Regions from separate parts of the Mus musculus genome. Here regions 1 and 3 are each linked to region 2. A link is a contact called in public promoter capture Hi-C data. All regions are on one chromosome and are shown on one strand. Each heading gives the region's core, a stretch centred on a gene start, on an enhancer-like site or on the middle of the called end of the contact. The rest is flanking DNA. Distances are from core to core; before and after follow the strand shown.

Region 1 (2,817 bases), core at 84-2,583, 960 kb after region 2:
CAGGAGCGTGAACCACAGCCACCTACCAGGGTCTGAGAGAGCAGACTCAACTCAACTCAACAGACTGGGGGAGGGTGGCTCTGAAACTCCAACCCCAGACCCCACTGTGTCTCTTCCAGGACTGTGTCTACTGTCTCTCTGCCTTAGGCCACACTCCAGGCCCAGCCGACAGCAAACTTGACGCTGCCTCAAGACAAAAGCACCTCAAAGCTGGGCTTGGGGCCTTGCCCCAAATCTCAGCAGCATCCTGACTTCTCTGAAACCTGCTGCTGCAGGTTACACTATGATCCCACTCACAAAGGACACTGGCAGGAGGAGCAGGAGTAGAGGCAGCCTGGACTACTGAGAGACTCAGCTCAAGCCTGGAGCCTTATCAAGATCTTGTCTCTGTTTTTTCTTTTTATAATTTTTTATGTATGGGTGTTCTGCTGGCATATATGCCTGTGTAACTCATGGCTGCTTGTGGAGGCCAAAAATTAGGAGTTGGATCCCCTGGAACTGGGGTTGCAGGTGCCTGTGAGCTGCCATGTGGGTACTGGGAATAGAACCCAGGTCCTCTTATTAACTCCAGGCCCCTGTCTCAAAATGCAGGTAAGCAGCAGCAGCAGCCTGTACTCTGCAAGGAACAAGAGCTGGTGTGTTGGGGTAGCTTTTACTATTGCGAGACACTTTTACTATTACCACACTGAGTATTTTAGTTCAATAACATCCCCATTGTCCCCAAAGTGAGGATCTATTATCTATTTTAACAGAATGTTAATTTGTTTTTCATAATAAAATACAAGAAAATTCTAAACTTCTGTACACCTTATTTGAAACCTTTTAAGACACAATGAAGATTCTCAGAGTTTATTTTTTTAAGATTTATTTATTATTATACATAAGTACACTGTAGCTGACCTCACACACCAGAAGAGGGCGTCAGATCTCATTACAGATGGTTGTGAGCCACCATGTGGTTGCTGGGATTTGAACTCAGGACCTCTGGAAGAGCAGTTAGTGCTCTTACCCGCTGAGTCATCTTGCCAGCCCAAATTTATTAAAAAAATGTTTTTACACTTGTGTACACATACATGTCTGTGCACACACCACAGCCCCTGTGGAGAGATCAGAAGTCTCTTGTTCAGAGATCTCTTATATAGGAAGGTCCTGGGGACAGAAGTCAAGTCCTCTGACTTGGAGACAAGCAGCTCTACCCACCTAGCCATCTCTCTGGCCCCAGAATTCATTTTATTATAGAAGGAAATTAATAAGCCACGGTTAACATTCCCACAGCAGTGTCGCTGGTATTGAATGGGGAAAACTCTTTATGCCATCTAGCAGGAATGCAGTGAATCGTAAGAAAGGAATCCTGTCAACTGAAACAGTATGTGAGAGGAAAGCTGACGGCCAAACACATTCTGAGAACACTCAACCACCAAAAGCAAGGGAGAAGCAGCTCTGGAGAATCTGGGGGAGCAGGGTGGGGGCGTGGGGGTCATCTCAGAACCGATGGGTACTTCCCACTGCGGGAGTGAGCCCGGCCACATTCTAGTCCACTACTCTTTGTATCTTAACCCCCACCTCCCTCCATAGGCCATTTAAAGGAGTTAATGAATAAACATTGAGATTACTGCCTGGCACATGTTAGGAACTCAGTAAATAAAGAGCATATATGAAAAGTAACCCTGTGCTTACTTCTACAAGCCCAAGCCATGCTACCCAGACATGGTTATTTGCAGGCCAGAGTAACACAAAACTAGAAGAAAACACTGGAAAAAAACTACCCTCCACAGCACACGGCATGTAAACAGTTAAGCCTGCTGTGCCCTCCTTCATCAGCTTAAACTCTCACTCTCCTGAAGTCTTTCCCAGGCTAAAAACCATGTCATAAAACCCAGCCAGCCTAATTCACAGCTTCTACTACAAAACTACTTAAAGAAAAAAAAAAAAAAAAAAAACTAGCTTTTTTATATCTTCAGAACTGTTAATTCTAAAATTATGTTAAACTTCATGCCTTTTTTTTTTTTTTTTTTTTTTTGGTTTTTCGAGACAGGGTTTCTCTGTATAGCCCTGGCTGTCCTGGAACTCACTTTGTAGACCAGGCTGGCCTCGAACTCAGAAATCCACCTGCCCCTGCCTCCCGAGTGCTGGGATTATAGGCGTGCGGCACCACGCCCGGCTGGACTTGGTGCTTTTGATAGCAACTAAACGCACTTGCATCTGTAAGCGCTTCAGCTGGTTTACTTACTTCGTGCATTCTTCTAGGGACTGTACAAGCACTTGCTGGAAGGAAGATATTTCCTCTAGATTTCCCATTAAATATGAAGTGTTTGCTGAACTCAACCTAAGGCCAAGAAAAACCAAAGTAGAAGACTGTCAGTGGTCTGACTTCCTCCCACAAAGTGTTATTAAGGGCCCTAGTCTGATGAACACGATGCTGTGCCCGCAGCAAGCGGGCACTCTGACCTCCACCCACCACCTCACCCTCCTCCCTCCTCTGCAAACACAGACAGGGGGACCAGCCAGCAGGCAGTCAACGCACGCATGTTCTGGCCAACTTACTTGTCACTGGTCTGCAGTGGCCGCAGGTAGGTGGACAGCACAGACTGCAGCTCCTTGGAATACTCATGCTCTGTTTCCAGGATGTTCTGTAGCACCTGGTGAGACATGGCCGTCACTCACATGGCAAGAGGCATCTGACAGGTTATGAGCTCCAGCAAGTCCAACCCATTGAGCCAGTCTCTTTGTTGCTGACATGCAATACTAACACACTTACTGGCATTATTCTTTTGTGGTTATTAACTGCTAACCCTAGTTGATGAATTATGAAGGCCA
Region 2 (2,700 bases), core at 97-2,596:
CCTAGATTTGAGAGAAAATACCACTTCGAAAGTAGAATAGCACAGCAAAAAGAAACTAACTTGAAATTTTACCTAGATAAGGAAATATAAAATAGCTGAAGGCTTGCCTAAGGGCACTGTGGAAGTAAAAGACAGCACCAGGGACGGAAAATTCGTCCTGTGGCCCTGGGAAGCTGGCAGGTGACTGTCTACAGGGACCAAGAAGACCACCCCTCCTCCTTTCGCTTCCCACGGGGGTGGGGTGGGGTGGGGTGGGGTGGGGAGGGCTGCAGTTTCCTAGTCTCATTCTTTGCTTACTGGAAGGCCAAAATTGGATGGAAATTAACCAGAAAAGCAAGAAGAAAAACCCGGGTAAATTCCCCTTCAGAAAAACCCACATCCAAGGACAAGTGTCACTCAGAGAAGCTAGAGAGAGCCGGCTCTGGTCCCCTCCGTACCCAGCCCGCACTGGGCAAGGCACGCGCTCCTCAAACCTGTGACCACCCCGCGCCAGCTGCCGTACAATAGGTCCTTGTGTCCAGCTTAGGGAAGACAAGCTGTCCCGGGGCAGATTCTCTCTTTTCTGTACACACACCCACTTTGCTCCATCCCGGCTGATGGATGCCACCTACCTCCCTGGTCTCCCCTGGTGAGGCACTCCGTCACTAACCGCGCAGCAGCATCCAAGGGAGCCGGGAACTACGCACTCGGACCTGGCTGACTACTTTCAGAGATGGCAAACTTCACTTCTGACTCCCCTGTGGAGGCTCCCCGCTTCCCCGCAGCCCCGTACATATGTCCCAGCCGGTCCCGGTCCCCGCGTCGGCCCGCCCCGCTGGGGCTGAGCGCAACCCCCATAAGGATGGATGTCCCTCGACCCCGGGATCGACCCGGCTGCAACTGCCTTCCGGGTGGGCCTGGCCGAGCGCAGGTGGAGCGCGGCGGGGACCCGACGGCGGGACGTTCCGGGCCTGAACCCTGACCCAGACCCGGACCCCGGACCCCGGACCCATCACAGAGAGCCACTCACGTATCTGCGCACGAGCGTCCTCAATAGACTGCAGTCCATGGTTATCGCTCCCGGCTCCGCGAGCCCCTGGGCTGCGGGCGCTAGCGCAGCCGCCCCCCGCCCGGTCACGGCCTGGGCGGCGCGGGGGGCGGCCGCGGCCCCTCCGCGCTCATGCCCCGCCGGCGGCGGCCAAGGGTCTCGGCCCGCGCGCAGGCGGCTCGGAGGAGGCGGCCTGCGCCCGGCGCTACTCCCGTCGGGCCGACGCGGCCTGCGCTCGATGCTCCGCGCCTGCTCCTCCCGCGGCCGCCGCGCCTCTGGAGCCGGCTCTGCCCCGCTGCGCCCCGCGCGTCACGGGCGCGTGTGAGCATGCGCGCGCCGCAGCCCCCGCCCCGGCCCCGCGCGCGCCGCGACTCCCTAGCGCGTCGCCGCCGCCCTGTTGCTTCCGCCTCCCTGCGGGACTGGGGGAGGGGGGGCGGGGGGGGCTGTCATCGCCCCCGCGTGGCTCGTCGGGTGCTGATCCACCCCTTCTCCACCCCCGCCCCGTTCACTCCTCTTCTAAAACGGAAGCCTGGCTGTGAGCCCAGGACTCCATGGCGAGTGCCATGGGCCTGGGTCCCTAGGCCTGCGGGGGGGGGGGGGGGGTCACACCTCCTGCCGTGGCGTGGACAGAAGACACAGGATCCTCAGGTGGCTACAGGGAGCGAACATTACCACCCCTTTTGGGACTGACTCCCTTGGAGACCAAACCAAACACGTCCTGATCCAGCTCTCATGACTCACTACTCTCTACCTCTACCTACTCCTGGGGCCCAGTCTCTGTCCTGCCTTCCAGAAACCAGGCCTCAGGGAAGACCCTCCACAGTCCTGGGTTTTACCTTGTGGTCCAGCCCCCTGTCAAATGCTTCCTGCTTCTACCTTACAACTGTATCACCATGGCTAGCACCCAGGGAAGGTGGTTCTTTGCTGCCTAGGTGTGAAGTGGCACATGGCTGAACAACCTTCCTTACCTCCAGCCCAGCCGTAATCTAGCTAATGTTTACTGGTTCCACATCCCTTGCTTTTGCTTCTGATAACGGTAGAACCAGAGACGAGGGATCTGCAGTGGCCGATCAGGAGCACCAGACCTGAGGATTAGGAATGTATTTGAGAGCGTTCTGACAGGGTGTGGAGGAGATCTGACTTTGCTATGGTTTGGATTAGACACTGGTGGCAATGGTGCCAGTGACTAAACTGATCTCCTGAGCCACCACCGCCTTCTACCCTGTTTTCTACCTAAGTTCTACACCAGTGCTCACCACGGAGCACCAGCTACAGACACCCAGCCAGCCTCAGGGCAAAGGGTTTTCTCTCCGGGCTTCCTGGACTTGCTGTGAGCCTGGTGGAGTTGGCAGTCAGCGCTCATTGGTACTCCTAGCTGTGGTGTGGACTCTTGAGGACAGCAGGCCTCTATGTCTAGGGACTAGCTGCTGGCCTCAGTGGGCCTGACTGGGCTGTTCATGTGTCTCTGATGCTCTATCTCTTTCCTACCATGACTGCTGGGCCAAATTGTAGGCTATTGGCCAATTACAATTGCAGTGGGTATTCCTGGCACAGATGTGCCTCAGGATAAAGCCTTCCTATCTATCCTTAGAGAATGTTCTACTTGGAGGAATGTTTCATTTCCTTCCTTCCTTTCTTTTTTCTTGTTTGGATTTTTGAGACCGAATCTTCAT
Region 3 (2,771 bases), core at 101-2,600, 830 kb after region 2:
CATCGGGGTGTGTGGGGGGGGGAAATCTCACAAAACGATGGACAGAGGCAGAGAGCAGACGGCCAGCATCCACAACTTTCAAAGGTCCGCCTTCCATCTGCTAGGTTTCTCCTAAGATTCACAGCAGCACCACAAGCGGGGAACAGGGGATTCAAAACACGAGCGTGTCAGCGTGCCAGAGTTATTCAGGCTCAAGCAAGGTCTTGATAGCAAGATGGTGCCAAACAGATCACAGTGTTAACCATGTAGAGACTGAATCAAGACAGCAGGGGGCGCTCTAGTTCGATCTCAGCTGGATCACAGGAAAAGGAAGCTCCTCCCACACTCTGAAAATCTACTCATGTAGGAGTTACAAACACTGAGAACCACGGGCTGGGGGTCCTTATGCAGAAGTATTCAGAGCACGTGTTCCCATCAGGTTTTTAAGAGGACGAGAACATGGCACGAACCTCCCTGCCAAGACACCAAGAGGCTGAGTGAAGAAACACAGCAGATGACCTGGGCCCCTTCCGTCTCCCTGCTCAAAGATCACGTGAGTCTCCATATTACCTACATGGCCTCTGAAGCCCCGTTCCTGGACCACGGAAGAGATACTCACTGCAAAAACAAAAACAAAAACAAAAACAAAAAACTACACCTCCCCTGCTGCCTGACTGCAAGCCCTGGGACCTGACTCTCTAGGGGTCCAGCTAGAGCACCCTAGGAAGAGGGAGACATCTAGACTCCGCTGCCAGATCACCTTCCTCGACATTTCAGACACACAGAGTTGAGGCTCTTGGGTGAGCCCATGTGTGGGGTGGCATGAGCCTGGAAGCTCTCTCTACTCCTGTTTGTCAGCGTGCAATGGTAGGGAATGGGGCCATTGGCACCAGCACAGTTCATTGATGCCACCTACGCCCATCAATGGTATGGCATGTACAGTTTCTCCTTCCCTAAAACTGGCCAGATGCTAAAATCTCTACTAGCTTTTCTGGCTCATTCCTTTGCTCTTACTACAATTGTCCCTGTGATGTGCACACACACACACACACACACACACACACACACACACACACACACACACGCCATCTTCTGGTGCCTTCAGCAGAGCATGGGCTTCCAGGAGGAACGTGTCCAAATGATGCTGTTCCCCGCAATAAAGAAGGTGATAGAGCTGCTCGGGGCGATGCTTCTGCACGCGTTGTTTGCTGTGAACTTACCACCTTCCATTTGCTTCCTCTCTATCTATCACTTTAGCTGTCAAACAAGCTAGGGCAAAGATTCTCTGGGGAGATAGAGCTGGGAGTGCCAAGGGGAGAAGCTGCGCCCTCTGAGGGTGCTGCCATCTTCTGGCTGGCACCTGCTCTTCCCACCTGCTCTGTCGCTGTGTTTACTGAAAGCTGCTGTGAGCAGCTGTAGGAAGCCCTGAGCTCCCTGAAGGAGTGTTTGACTTAGCACATGCATGCTCACTTTCCATGACTGAGACTCTCAGGAAGAGGGAAGTGGGAGCTAGAGGCAGGGTTGGAACATACAAAGGAGCCAGCCTTGTTCTGTCAGCTGTGGCCAGTGGTGCATAGCACCCGAGCTGGCTACCTTAGGTTTACCAGATGTGCTGTTGTCTAGGGCTGTCAGCATGAATCCATCATCCCCGGAGACCTTCCAGATAACTGTCTCCCACCAAGTGCCTTGGGGACCCCTGCTCTACATCCTTTCTGGGATAAGTAGGTCCCTGCTGGGTCCACATGCACCAGTGGGGGACAGGCTGAGAGAGGCCCCACATGTGTAGCCTTGATGATCCACAGACAGACAGAACTCCTGTGAAGAAGGGGTTAGCCAGGGAGGTAGAACAGTCCTTCACGCCTCAGTCTTGGAAATGCCAGCTGTGATTTTCTATAATGGTCTCTGTCTGGTGCGAAGAGTAACATTCTTAGTGAGAAGTGAAGACTACCTTTACCTGTGTGTGGGAGGACAAATGTTTAGATGCAGTTATGGACCACGAATGGCTTTGTCCTTTTACCCTGGAGGGCCCATGAAGTGACAGAACATATCCAACCAAGGCCAGACAGACCACTGTTACCACACACAGCCTATTATGTCCACAGGAACTGGCTACAAGCCCCAGAAGGTCAGACAGGTGGCCTGCTATGGTAGCATTCAATCCTGCTCCAAATGATAAGATCTGCCATCTGAGGAGCCTGTGACCTTCCAGTGCAGCATAAGTAAAGTTACTCACAGGGCGAGGATAAAGGCAAGCTTTCACACAATATGTGTACCCTCAATAAGCACACCACACACCAGTGACAGGATGGTGCTGCAGACCAAGCATGGTGACACTCCCTCAATCCTAGAACTCAGGAGGCAGGGGAATGAGAATTTGAGGCCAGCCTGGGTTTGATGCTATCTCAAAAAATAAAGGTAAAGGGGAAACAGGTGGAGAAAGACACTCAGCCTCTCCAGACCAAGGGAGAGCATGAATGTCACTCCCAACCAGGGACAGTGTGGGCGCACAGGCAGAGGCAGTTTGCCCCTCTCCTCTCAGTAGCACTTGTCATTGTCTGTGTGTCCCTATAACTTCAGGCAAAGAGAAGCCGACAGTTTAAAAAGTCCTAGCCAAGGCTAATCCAAACCGAATATCTGCTTGTGGACTGGAATGAGTTTGGGGCTTTTCTTATTTTTCTCATGCAAAAGCAAAGACACGTTTAAACGATTCTTCTTGAAATGTGAAAAAATAATCATGTTGAGAGAGAAAAAGACCAGCGACAGAGAGAATCCTCAGTGATATTCTCCCTCTC

Evidence for each region. Promoter capture Hi-C pulls out the DNA fragments that hold promoters and counts their contacts.
Region 1: a contact with region 2 is called in a promoter capture Hi-C map of the 3T3-L1 cell line, with 2.8 times the contacts expected there. The contact joins the enhancer-like site here to the promoter of Atp11a in region 2. A contact is called at or near these places in 5 of 39 promoter capture datasets (the 3T3-L1 cell line, embryonic stem cells, hippocampal neurons and 2 more) and 1 of 115 datasets of contacts at active chromatin or transcription factors (stem cell-derived neural progenitor cells).
Region 3: a promoter capture Hi-C map of liver shows a contact between it and region 2, with 6 times the contacts expected there. The contact joins the enhancer-like site here to the promoter of Atp11a in region 2. A contact is called at or near these places in 6 of 39 promoter capture datasets (the C10 cell line, cranial neural crest, hippocampal neurons and 2 more) and 1 of 115 datasets of contacts at active chromatin or transcription factors (embryonic stem cells).

What each region holds. Positions count from the first base shown.
Region 1 is chr8:11,800,282-11,803,098 of GRCm38.p6, reverse strand. It overlaps Arhgef7 (Rho guanine nucleotide exchange factor (GEF7)), which reads right to left. Exons shown (of 22, transcript NM_001372321.1): 7 at 2,545-2,639; 8 at 2,231-2,326. Among named protein-coding and RNA genes, the nearest start is that of Tex29, 39 kb to the left of the region's middle. Within about 2 kb of position 1,333, at least 44 of the 459 cell types and tissues checked have an H3K27ac peak or open chromatin away from gene starts, as enhancers often do. A contact at or near this core is called in stem cell-derived neural progenitor cells, where this site is marked.
Region 2 is chr8:12,755,662-12,758,361 of GRCm38.p6, reverse strand. It overlaps Atp11a (ATPase, class VI, type 11A), which reads right to left and starts at 1,346. Exons shown (of 30, transcript NM_001293667.1): 1 at 1,010-1,346. The coding sequence starts at 1,048. It overlaps Gm33587 (a long non-coding RNA gene), which reads left to right and starts at 1,466. Exons shown (of 3, transcript XR_378725.3): 1 at 1,466-1,675.
Region 3 is chr8:11,921,875-11,924,645 of GRCm38.p6, reverse strand. No RefSeq gene overlaps it. Among named protein-coding and RNA genes, the nearest start is that of Tex29, 83 kb to the right of the region's middle. Within about 2 kb of position 1,350, at least 7 of the 459 cell types and tissues checked have an H3K27ac peak or open chromatin away from gene starts, as enhancers often do.